Regions from separate parts of the Pan troglodytes genome. Here all the other regions are linked to region 2. The links are chromatin contacts, called in public HiChIP or PLAC-seq maps. All regions are on one chromosome and are shown on one strand. Each heading gives the region's core, a stretch centred on a gene start, on an enhancer-like site or on the middle of the called end of the contact. The rest is flanking DNA. Distances are from core to core; before and after follow the strand shown.

What was found. HiChIP or PLAC-seq counts read pairs in DNA pulled down with a chosen protein or histone mark.
Region 1: a contact with region 2 is called in an H3K4me3 HiChIP or PLAC-seq map of stem cell-derived excitatory neurons, with 7 times the contacts expected there. The contact joins the promoter of NQO2 here to the enhancer-like site in region 2. A contact is called at or near these places in 5 of 7 Hi-C or Micro-C datasets (blood, induced pluripotent stem cells, a lymphoblastoid cell line and 1 more), 1 of 1 datasets of contacts at active chromatin or transcription factors (stem cell-derived excitatory neurons) and 1 of 1 other capture datasets (stem cell-derived neural stem cells).
Region 3: a contact with region 2 is called in an H3K4me3 HiChIP or PLAC-seq map of stem cell-derived excitatory neurons, with 5 times the contacts expected there. The contact joins two enhancer-like sites. A contact is called at or near these places in 1 of 7 Hi-C or Micro-C datasets (induced pluripotent stem cells) and 1 of 1 datasets of contacts at active chromatin or transcription factors (stem cell-derived excitatory neurons).

What each region holds. Positions count from the first base shown.
Region 1 is chr5:8,932,653-8,935,865 of NHGRI_mPanTro3-v2.0_pri, reverse strand. It overlaps NQO2 (N-ribosyldihydronicotinamide:quinone dehydrogenase 2), which reads right to left and starts at 1,360. Exons shown (of 9, transcript XM_024357009.3): 1 at 1,276-1,360. It also overlaps the pseudogene LOC107975031.
Region 2 is chr5:8,800,254-8,803,417 of NHGRI_mPanTro3-v2.0_pri, reverse strand. No RefSeq gene overlaps it. Among named protein-coding and RNA genes, the nearest start is that of SERPINB1, 14 kb to the right of the region's middle. Within about 2 kb of position 1,862, at least 15 of the 24 cell types and tissues checked have an H3K27ac peak or open chromatin away from gene starts, as enhancers often do. A contact at or near this core is called in induced pluripotent stem cells, stem cell-derived excitatory neurons, stem cell-derived neural progenitor cells and 1 more, where this site is marked.
Region 3 is chr5:9,017,727-9,021,356 of NHGRI_mPanTro3-v2.0_pri, reverse strand. The region is part of intron 1 of RIPK1 (receptor interacting serine/threonine kinase 1); the gene reads right to left. Among named protein-coding and RNA genes, the nearest start is that of RIPK1, 4.2 kb to the right of the region's middle. Within about 2 kb of position 1,291, at least 23 of the 24 cell types and tissues checked have an H3K27ac peak or open chromatin away from gene starts, as enhancers often do. A contact at or near this core is called in induced pluripotent stem cells and stem cell-derived excitatory neurons, where this site is marked.

The sequences.
Region 1 (3,213 bases), core at 111-2,610, 130 kb before region 2:
TCGCCCCAGCCCGGTTTCCCGCGGGCCCCAGCCTCATCCCCTAAGGCCCCACCCTGAGAGCCCCCAGGCCCCAGCCGCGTCCTCCTGGACCCCTCCCAGGCGTGGCGAGCCGGGTCGCGGGAGCGCTCCGCCACCAGGGGGCAGTGCGGCGCCGACCGTGGGCTGCTGGCTCGGGCGAGGGCACCCAGGCGCCCTCCGCTGCAGCGGGCTGGGCGCAGAGGGGCGGGCTCTTGCCAGGCAGCAGGCGCTCCGGGCGCAGCTGGGAGGAAGGAACGCCCCCGGGAGTGGGCGGCGGCCGAGGGACCCTGGAACCGTCCTCCCCGGCGGAGGCCCCCGCAGCTCCCGCAGCCCCCCTCATCCCGGACGGGCCGGGGATTGGGACTGGCCTGGGGTCTCCTACTCTCCTACTCCGCGCAGGAAGTAGCCCCTTGGCAGGACCGGCGGTGCCCGCTGCTTTCAGGAGCCCCGAGCCGCTTTTGTCTGGGTGCAGCTCAGCTCACATCCCCGATGCAAGTCTTTCCCGGCTCGTCTCCCCCTTCTTCCCGGAGTCCATGCCTTGCTGTCGGTGACTCATCCCACACTGTGCCCTGCGACTCACCCTGTCGCTTTCTCTGTTCATCGGGGAGCGCGGCGCCATCTCCCTCGAGCCCCGCCTCCCCTACAGTGCTCCGTGCTGAGGTCGCACGTTCTCTCCTCCCTCCAGCTCCCTGGCTCTTGGCCCTTCCCAGGCCACCAGGCGACAGCAGCCTCCGCCTTCATTTCCTTGGTCATTTCAGGCGCATGCTTGGAGGATTTCAGCATCTGACTCAGCTTCCCCGCCATGCATCCCTCCACCAGCATCCAGTCACACCTCTGCAGCCTTCAGTGTCCTGGAAAGGACTGACCAATCTGACCCATTAGAACCTACCCAGACCAATTTGAAGGCCACTGCCGCTCAACCGTGGCCACCCACTCCTGCCCCACCTGGAGCCCCAAACTGCTCAGTTCCTTCTCTAAAACTCTCCCCTCTTTTGTTTGTTGTGAATAACTGTCTTCCCTGGTTCTTTCCACACCTCTCTGGCCTCTCCTTGTCTTTTTCTAGTTCTTTTTTTCTCTATTCTCCCTTATGCACTGGCCTTGCTGGAGGTCCCTGCTCTCCCTGCAAAACCTCACCACACCCTTGACTTCAGCTATATCCATTTCACCTCACGTTGACATCTGGTGCCTAGACCTCTCTCCCGAGCCTTCCACACCATGCCAAAAATGAAATTCATTTTCTCCTCTAAATTTGCTCACCTTTTTGTTTTCCCAATCTTATTTATTGTCACAGCCATTCCCCTGCTGGTCCAAGTCAGTAGTCTGAGAGTCATGCTAGACTCCTCCTTCCTTATCTACCCATCCACCAATCCCCAAGCCCTGTCTATCCTCCTTTTTTTTTTTTTCCAGTCAGAGTCTTGCTGTGTTGCCCAGGCTAGAGTGCAATGGCACGATCTCGGCTCACTGCAATCTTTGCCTCCCGGGTTCAAGTGATTCTCCTGCCTCAGCCTCCTGAGTAGCTGGGATTACAGGCGCATGTCACCACGCCCAGCTAATTTTTGTATTTTTAGCAGAGATGAGGTTTTGCCATGTTGGCCAGGCTGGTCTTGAACTGCTGACCTCGTGATCCGCCTGCCTCTGCCTCCCAAAGTGCTGGGATTACTGGCATGAGCCACTGTGCCTGGTCGTCTATCCTCCTTTTTAAACAGCTCTGCCATGTGTGCCTGTCTCCCCTGACAGCTCACCCTCATGCTATTTGTCCACATTGCTGCAGAGTAGTCTTTTGCATACACCAGGAGTTCCCAACCCCCGGGCCACAGACCTGACTGGTCTGTAGCCTGTTAGGAACCAGGACACAGAGCAAGAGGTGAGCCACCAGTGAGTGAGCTAGTGAAGCTTTATCTGTATGTGCAGCTGCTCCCCATTGCTTGCATTACCACCAGAGCTCTGCCTCCTATCAGATCAGGCAGCATTAGATTCTTATAGGAGCACAAACCCTACTGTGAACTGCACACATAAGGGATCTAGGATGTGCGCTCCTTATGAGAATCTAATGCCTGATAATCTGCCGTTGTCTTCATCACCCCCAGATGGGGCCAGATAGTTGCAGGAAAACCAGCTCAGGGCTCCCACTGAAAATAAAGTGCACAAGAAGTGTCATATGCTTGAATCATCCCGAAACCATCCTCTGCTGTCCAAGGAAAAATAGTTTTCCACAAAACCCCTCCCTGGTGCCAAAAAGGTTGGGATGGTTGCCATACATAACTCTGATGATGAGACCACGAAGCTCAGAATCCTCCAGAGGCTCTCCACTGCCTGTAAGATGAAATAAAACTTATGGGTGTGACTTATCCATAAGGGCCCAGTCTAAACTGCCTCATATTTAATTATATAGTAAGCTATTTGTTTCCTCAAACGTATATATTTTGGCCCATTTCCCAGTCTCCTAGGTTGGAATATGCTCTGTGTGTCACCTGGCCAGCTCACGCTCTTTCTCATTCTCAGCTCAAGTGTTAGGGACTCTATGACACCTTTCTTGATTCTCCCAGTCAGACATATTGTTGCTACTTTTTCTGAACACTTATCCTTTTATCCTTAGCACCACTAAAGCACATATCACATCAGATTTCACTTGTTTGCACATCTGTCTGGCATCTTGAGCCCAGGGACCGTGTCGCCTGTCTTCATGTCCCCAGGCCCTAGTGTAGCTCCCAGCCTATAGTGAGTGCAGAATAAAAGTCTGTAGAATGAGGCCAGGCGCGGTGGCTCATGCCTGTAATCCCAGCACTTTGTGAGGCCAAGGTGGGCAGATCACGAGGTCAGGAGTTTGAGACCAGCCTGACCAACATGGTGAAACCTCGTCTCTACTAAAAATACAAAAAATAGCCGGGTGTGGTGGCACGCGCCTGTAATCCCAGCTACTCAGGAGGCTGAGGCAGGAGAATCGCTCAAACCTAGGAGGTGGAAGTTGCAGTAAGCTGAGATCGCGCCGCTGCACTCCAGCCTGTGCAACAGAGTGAGACTCCGTCTCAAAAAAAAAAAAAAAAGTTTGTAGAATGAATGAAACAATTAGTTACACCACAGTTAGTGAGTCATCGATACTTCATCAAGGCTGGGTATTTCTTATAATAAAGTTATTAAAGCTGATAAGCAAAGATCAAGTTACCCAAAGAACAGCACTGCCGGTGATCTAAAGGT
Region 2 (3,164 bases), core at 613-3,112:
CCTTCCCATGAAGAGCCTCCGTGTGAGCAAATTGAAAATAGGGCTTCTTGCCCCAACCTTCCATGGAAATGGCTATGGTTTCAGTCTCCATAAAGGTTACTTGCTCTTTTTCTGAAAATCCAAAAGGACAGTGTTAACTCTTTGTACAAATTGCACTGGCCATTTGGTCTTAGCACAAACTTTTTGGACCATGTTTCATTTTCGTTTTGAGGTGAAAGAAAATATCAAAGCCTCCTAGCATTTTGAAACTCCTCAAATATCAAGTGCAAAACTGCTGATGGGATCAAAGATGCCGGCTAAATTCCTGGCCAATAAGATAAGACTCTTTCCTGTCAACTGACAAGCAATACATGAATATGTGCAGGGTAGCTGATAATCTATGAAATTATCGGCTAGGCACAGTGGCTCACGCCTGTAATCTCAGCACTTTGGGAGGCCAAGGTGGGTGGATCACCTTAGGTCAGGAGTTCGAGACCAGCCTGGCCAACATGCTGAAACCCTGTCTCTACTAGAAATACAAAAATTAGCCAGGCATGGTGGCAGGCACCTGTAGTCCCAGATACTTGGGGAGGCTGAGGCAGGAGAATGGCTTGAACTCGGGAGGTGGAGCTTGCAGTGAGCCAAGATCATGCCACTGCACTCCAGCCTGGGCAACAGGGTGAGACTCCATCTCAAAAAAAAAAAAAAAGAAAAAGAAAAAAAAGAAATTACCACCAATTACTAACTAGTAACTAATAAGTTACTTGAAATGAACTTGATCCTTGTCTTAAACCAGTGGTGGGGTACAGGAAACTTGAAGATTCTTGAGCTGCAGCCCTGTTTTGATTTGTAGTTTTTGTTGCAATATACACCTCTCTACTAGGCACAGGTGACACATGGGAGCTTGTGTCGACATGTGGGAGCCCTGTACAGGGTCCAGACCTTGAGGTGCCAGGCAGCAGAGCCTGTGGCTGGGAATGGGGGTGCGTGGGGCTTATCTTGGGCCTCACATAGGGCCTCAAAGTTAAAATGTTGAAATTCTTTCCTAGTAATCTTACTATACTTAGAGTCACAGAGACAGATACACTGAAAAGATGGACAGAAATTACTTTAATGATAAAAGTTAAGCTCATGTTCCATGAAAGAAATGCCATAAGAATGTTTTCTAAATCCTATGCTTAACTTCGGAATAGCACAATTAGATTGCATTGCATTTTTGAAAGATCACTTGTTAAATACAAAATTTTAAAACATACCACAATATTTGGCACTTCATTTTCTTTATTAAACAAGGAGACTCAGAAAATCATAGTGGCCTGGGCCCATGTGAACCTCTGTGAAAGCCTCCCACAGGGAGAGAGGACTCGGATGCCATGGTCCTAGGTGGGAATGGGGGGAGCAGTGTAGGCCTCGGTGCGGACCCAATGCTGGGGCCCTAAGGCTCTCTCCTCTTTTCTTCCAGGTGGAAAACGAGCTTATATATGAAGAAGTCAGCGAGTGGACAAAGCCAGGCGCAATGGATAGCAAAGATGTGGAAGTCTCCTCGATTCAAGTTAGAAGAAAACCACAGCATGGAGTCTGCTCTCAGCTGTTGGGGAATTACTGATGCCTTTGACTAAGTCAAGACTGACTTTTCCAGAATATCACCCAAGAGATAAAGCCGTCCCTGTCCAAGTTTGTGCGCTAGCCCTTCATGGAGGTCAGAGAGGAAGAAACAAAGGCAGCTGTGGCCTCGGCGGTCACAGTGTCAGAACGCACAAGCCCCATAAAGAGGTTTCACGCAGGCCACCCATCCCTTTTCATTCTCCAGCAGAACAGGACAGAGAGCGTTCTGTTCTGCGGAAGGTCTTCCACTCTACAAGGCAATCCCTCCAGCTGCTTTGCTGTATTGTGCTGTCTCCTGTCACACTGAATGCAGTGACCTCAGCCAGCAGCAGGGAGAACCCCCCTGCCTCCCGAACAAAGGACCTCACGTGAAATCCTGAGCTCAGAGCTTACAGATATGTGTGTGCTTTCACTTTACATCGGCCGTGACTTTCAAACAACTTCAGGAAACTTTAGGATCTCTGAGGTACACTGGAGATTACAGCAGCGTAGAATGTTCTTTTGGATTTAGAACAGAAATGCTTATTTTATATTTGGCTGCTCCCAAACTGTCCCCAGACCTCCTCTCCAGTGGTTACCCTCCACTGTCCTGGATGTCCCACATTCACACTCACACCTCCACCCTAACAAAGTCCTCCACTGGGTCAAACCATACATCGCTTCGTCTCTGTAGTGACGACTTCCTGTCCTCTGCTCTGTGGATAAAGACCCCAGATAAAGATGCCTGTGTTGCTCAACTCTTGTAAATACTCTTGAGACATTCTGAAAGCAGAAGAAAAGGAGACAGACGATGTGGGAAAATAAAAGGGATGGTCTGCTTGTGCGGAAACGTTTTGAGAATGCCCTTCCCTAAGAGAGAACAGTAAAAGTGAACAATACTTCCTGAGCTGCGGGTTCATATGGCTGGACTGTGCTGTTTCTCACGGGAGAAGTTCTCGTCTCCCCTGCATGTACATCCCTGTTTGCCAGCCTGGCCTTCGGTGTGGTGATATCATGGTGCATTCCCAGGAGGGAAGTGCTTGGTCAAGACTTCTGCTTGGGTTCGACTATCAGTTCTGGTTTCCTTTAAGGCACAGGATCTTCCCTTTAAGGCACAAACACCCCCTTGACACAAAGTAAGGGACAAGGGAACTTTAAACTATTTGGAAACCCAAGCACAATAGGCTGTAGGTTGTAAAAAGAAATTACAAAGGTAATTTCATCCGGAAGAGGGAGCAGTTTAACTTCTGCAGGGTAAGATTCAGATTCACTTTTGTAACTGAACAGGGAATTTTCTAAATATTTTGAAAATGCCGAAACATTTCCTGTTGGCATTTCACAGAAACGTTCAAAGTTCCCTAATGATAGTTTCCGCTGTGCTCACTCCGGAGGCTGCTAAGCAGCCTCAGTAATTAGCTCGATGGAGGAAACGAAACTGGGGGGGGACTCAGTTCCCACGATAGGGAAACCAGGCAAGAAATATCGTCTCCTCCAGTTGCGCCGAGACAGTAGTTCTTACCTGGTTTCTCTATCATGGAGTCTTGGTTGGACTCTGCTATGCGTCTCTTGATGAAATGTGATACTAGCAATTGAACAATTAC
Region 3 (3,630 bases), core at 42-2,541, 220 kb before region 2:
TGATCCTCCCACCTCGGCCTCCGAAGTGCTCGGATTACAGGAGTGAGCCACCGTGCCCGACCCAGTATTCCACATTTCTAACAAGACAATTTCCTCTTGACTCAGTCCATCTTCCTAGCAGTCACAGAATGCAGATGAGTACTAAGACACTGCACATTTCAAAGTTCACTTCCTGCCTTGGATTCTTCAAGTGTAAGTCAGGGAAGAATTAATCATTGGAACAGCCTCCTGCTTTGCCCAAAATAAAAAAGAGCTCTGATTAAGGGAGAGCCAAATGGTCAGCAAGAGAGAAAGAACTAACCCCAGACCTCCCCCTGCCCCCTCAACCCCCGCATCCCTGTGAGGCTTTGTCAAATGCTTAGGGAAGGAGGATGCAGCCTATCCTCTTCCCAACCCTCAAGAGGGTCCGCAGCACTTCACAAAAGCACCTGCCAGTGACAGAAGCCTGCTAGGGTTACCACATTCGTCCCCTCAGTCGTCTAAGATCACGCAGAAATGCTTTTGTTTTTGGAACCTGCTGCGGCCTCAAGCGCAACAGTAAAAGGCCCTTTCAAAGGGCTGGTAAGGGAAGAGCCCAAACTGTTTTTTCTTAATGATAGGGCAGTAGGAACCCACGTTCTCCACCAAAACAACAACATTAATGGCGTGTGGGACTGCCTATTCCACCCTCACGCGGTAACCGCGGCCCAAAGGCAGGTCTCCGCCCGCTACCAGTCCAGCGCCCCGACCTCTGGCACAGAGGCGGCCAGCGGACTCCGGATAAGCAGAGACACCTAGCGGAGCACCCCTGACTTCCGGGAGCGCCCGCGGCCCCGCCCACCGCCCGACTTCCGGTACCGGCGGGGCCCGCCCGCCCGCCCGCCGCGCGCACCCCGGGCAGAGTCCCTCTCCTTCCGGGAAGCCCGCGGCCGCCCCGGCCTCCACGCAAGCACCCGAGCGTTACTTTCGTTTCCGCGGCAAACGTCTGGAGGCCCGGGTGAGGGAAGAAGCGGCGGCGGAGGGTTGGGGATTACTCCGACGCCGCGGCAGCCTTGCCCGGGCGTGCTGGGGGAGGGCGCGCGAACCCCGACCGGGGGTCACCGGGACTGAGCCCGGCGGCCTCCGGAATGTTCCCCGCGCGGTGCCAGTCCACTCACCGCGCCCTTCTCCGTGGCCGCGCCGTCCAGCCAAGTCCTGCCGCGCTCCGTCGTCCCCGCCCGGATGGCCGCGCTCTGGCGCCCCAGCTGTGGGTCCTCTGGAGTCGCCGCGCTCCGGCAGCTGGCCCGCCGTCCGCGTCGAGCGCGCCCGGCTGGAGGGCGTGGACTGTTCGCGCTGCCTCCTCCCCCTGCCCCGGCCCTTGCCGGGGAGGAGGACCGCGAGAGCGCCGCCCCGCCGCTCGTGGGACCTCGCGCCCAGGGTCTGAGTCCCGGAGCTCTCTTGCGGGCTAGAGGATCGCGGACTTTGTTTTCAAGCGAGTGGGGCGGCCTACGTAAAAGAGGAAACCGAAACCTCCGCGCGCACGAGAGGGAGAAGGGTCTGGAGGGAAGCACTGGGTGGATTACAGCGGGGGCGCTATCCGGAGGATTCAGAGCTCTGCGGGTTAGCATAGGCAAGTTAGCATTCCTCTACCTTCATCTGTAAAGTGGGGCTGTCGAGGAGGAAATGTGATTATTTTGCAGCCCTTTAAAATGGTAATTGTGAAGTCTCGAGCAAAGTTGGAACTGCATGCTATTCATGTTATATTAAAAATCAAATAATAAAATTATATGCACATCAGGCCGGGCGCGGTTGTTCACGCCTGTAATCCCAGCACTTTGGGAAGCCAAGGCGGGCGGATCACTTGAGGTCAGCAGTTCGAGACCAACCTGGCCAACATGGTGAAACCCCATCTCTACTAAAAAATACAAAAATCAATTGGGCGTGGTGGCGGGCACCAGCAATCCCAGCTACTCGGGAGGCTGAGGCAGGAGAATCCCTTGAACCTGGGAGGTGGAGATTGTAGTGATCCGAGATTGCACCACTGCACTTCAGCCTGGGTGACAAGAGCAAGATTCCGTCTCAAAAGGAAAAAAAAAAAGCACAACAGGATTACATACTGTGAAAAGATATGTATGTCAAGAGAACGAGCCACGTTCACAACACGAGCCACAGACTGGGAGAAAATATTTGCAAAAGACATATCTGATAAAGCACTGTGACCCAAAATATACCAAAAAAAACCCTCTTAAAATGCAACAATATGAAAATGTGCAACTTGATTAAAAGTGGGCAAAAGCTCTGAACAGTCACCTCACCATGGATGTATATGCATATGAAAAGATGCTCAATATCATGTCATTAAAGAATTGCAATTTAAAAAAACTGAAATACTATTACACATTTATTAGAATGGCTAAAATTCAGAACACTGACAACAACAAATGTTGATGAAGATCTGGAGCACAAGGAACTCCCATACATTCCTAGTGGGAATGCCTAATGTTAGAGTCTGGAAGACATTTTGGCAATTTCTTAACCAAGCTCTTCTTACCATAAGATGAAGCAACTCCACAGCTTGGTATTTACCCAAACGAGTTGAAAGCTTGTGCCCATACGAACACCTGTACAAGAATGTCTATAGCAGCTTTATTCATAATTGCCAAAACTTGAGGGCATCCAAGATATCATTTAATGGGTGGACAGATAAGCTGTGGTACATCTATACAATGGAATATTAAGTGCTAAAAGGAAATGAGCTCTGAAGCCACACACACACACACACAAAAAATCCTTGAGCAATCCTAAATGTATAAATCTAAGTGAAAGAAGCCAATCTGAGAAGACTACATAATGCATGATTCCAACTATGTGACATTCTGGAAAAGGAAAAACTACGGAGATAGTAAAAAAGATCAGTGGCTGCCAGGGATTTGCAAGGAAGGAGGGATGGATAGGTGGGGCACAAGGGATTTTTAGGGCAGTGGAGTCTGATATTACAGTGTTGGGTACATCTCTATACATTTGTCAAATGTATCTTGAATATACACAAAGAGCAAAACCTAACAAACTGGACTTTGGCTGATAATGTATATGTTTTATCCATATTGGTTCATTTTTGTAACCATGAATCTATGTTGGTTATCAGGTGTAACAAATATTCCACAGTAATGCAGGATGTTGATGGTAGGGGAGGCTGTACAGTCCAGGATGTTTGTGGAAGGGGATATTTTCTTTCTGCTTAGTTTTGCTGTAAACCAAAACAGCTCTAAAACAAAGTCTATTCATTATTTTTTAAAAGATGTACACATATCAAAAAAGACGAAAGGCAGAGCTATTCACTCAGCAAAGCTTTCTATCTACTGTATGCCAAGCAGGTACTAGATACAAGAGTATCTGGTGATAGATACAAGAAATACAAAAAGGAATTCATTCCTTCAATAAATATTTACTGAGCACCTGTTCTAGGCACTGAAGACTCGGTTGTGAATTAAACATAAAAAATCTCTATGTTCTGGCCGTGTGTAGTGGCTCACACCTGTAATCCTAGCACTTTGGGAGGCCAAGTCGGGCGGATTGCCTGAGCTCAGGGGTTCCGGACCAGCCTGGCAAACATGATGAAACCTCGTCTCTAATAAAAATACAAAAATTAGCTGGGCGTGGTGGTGCACGCCT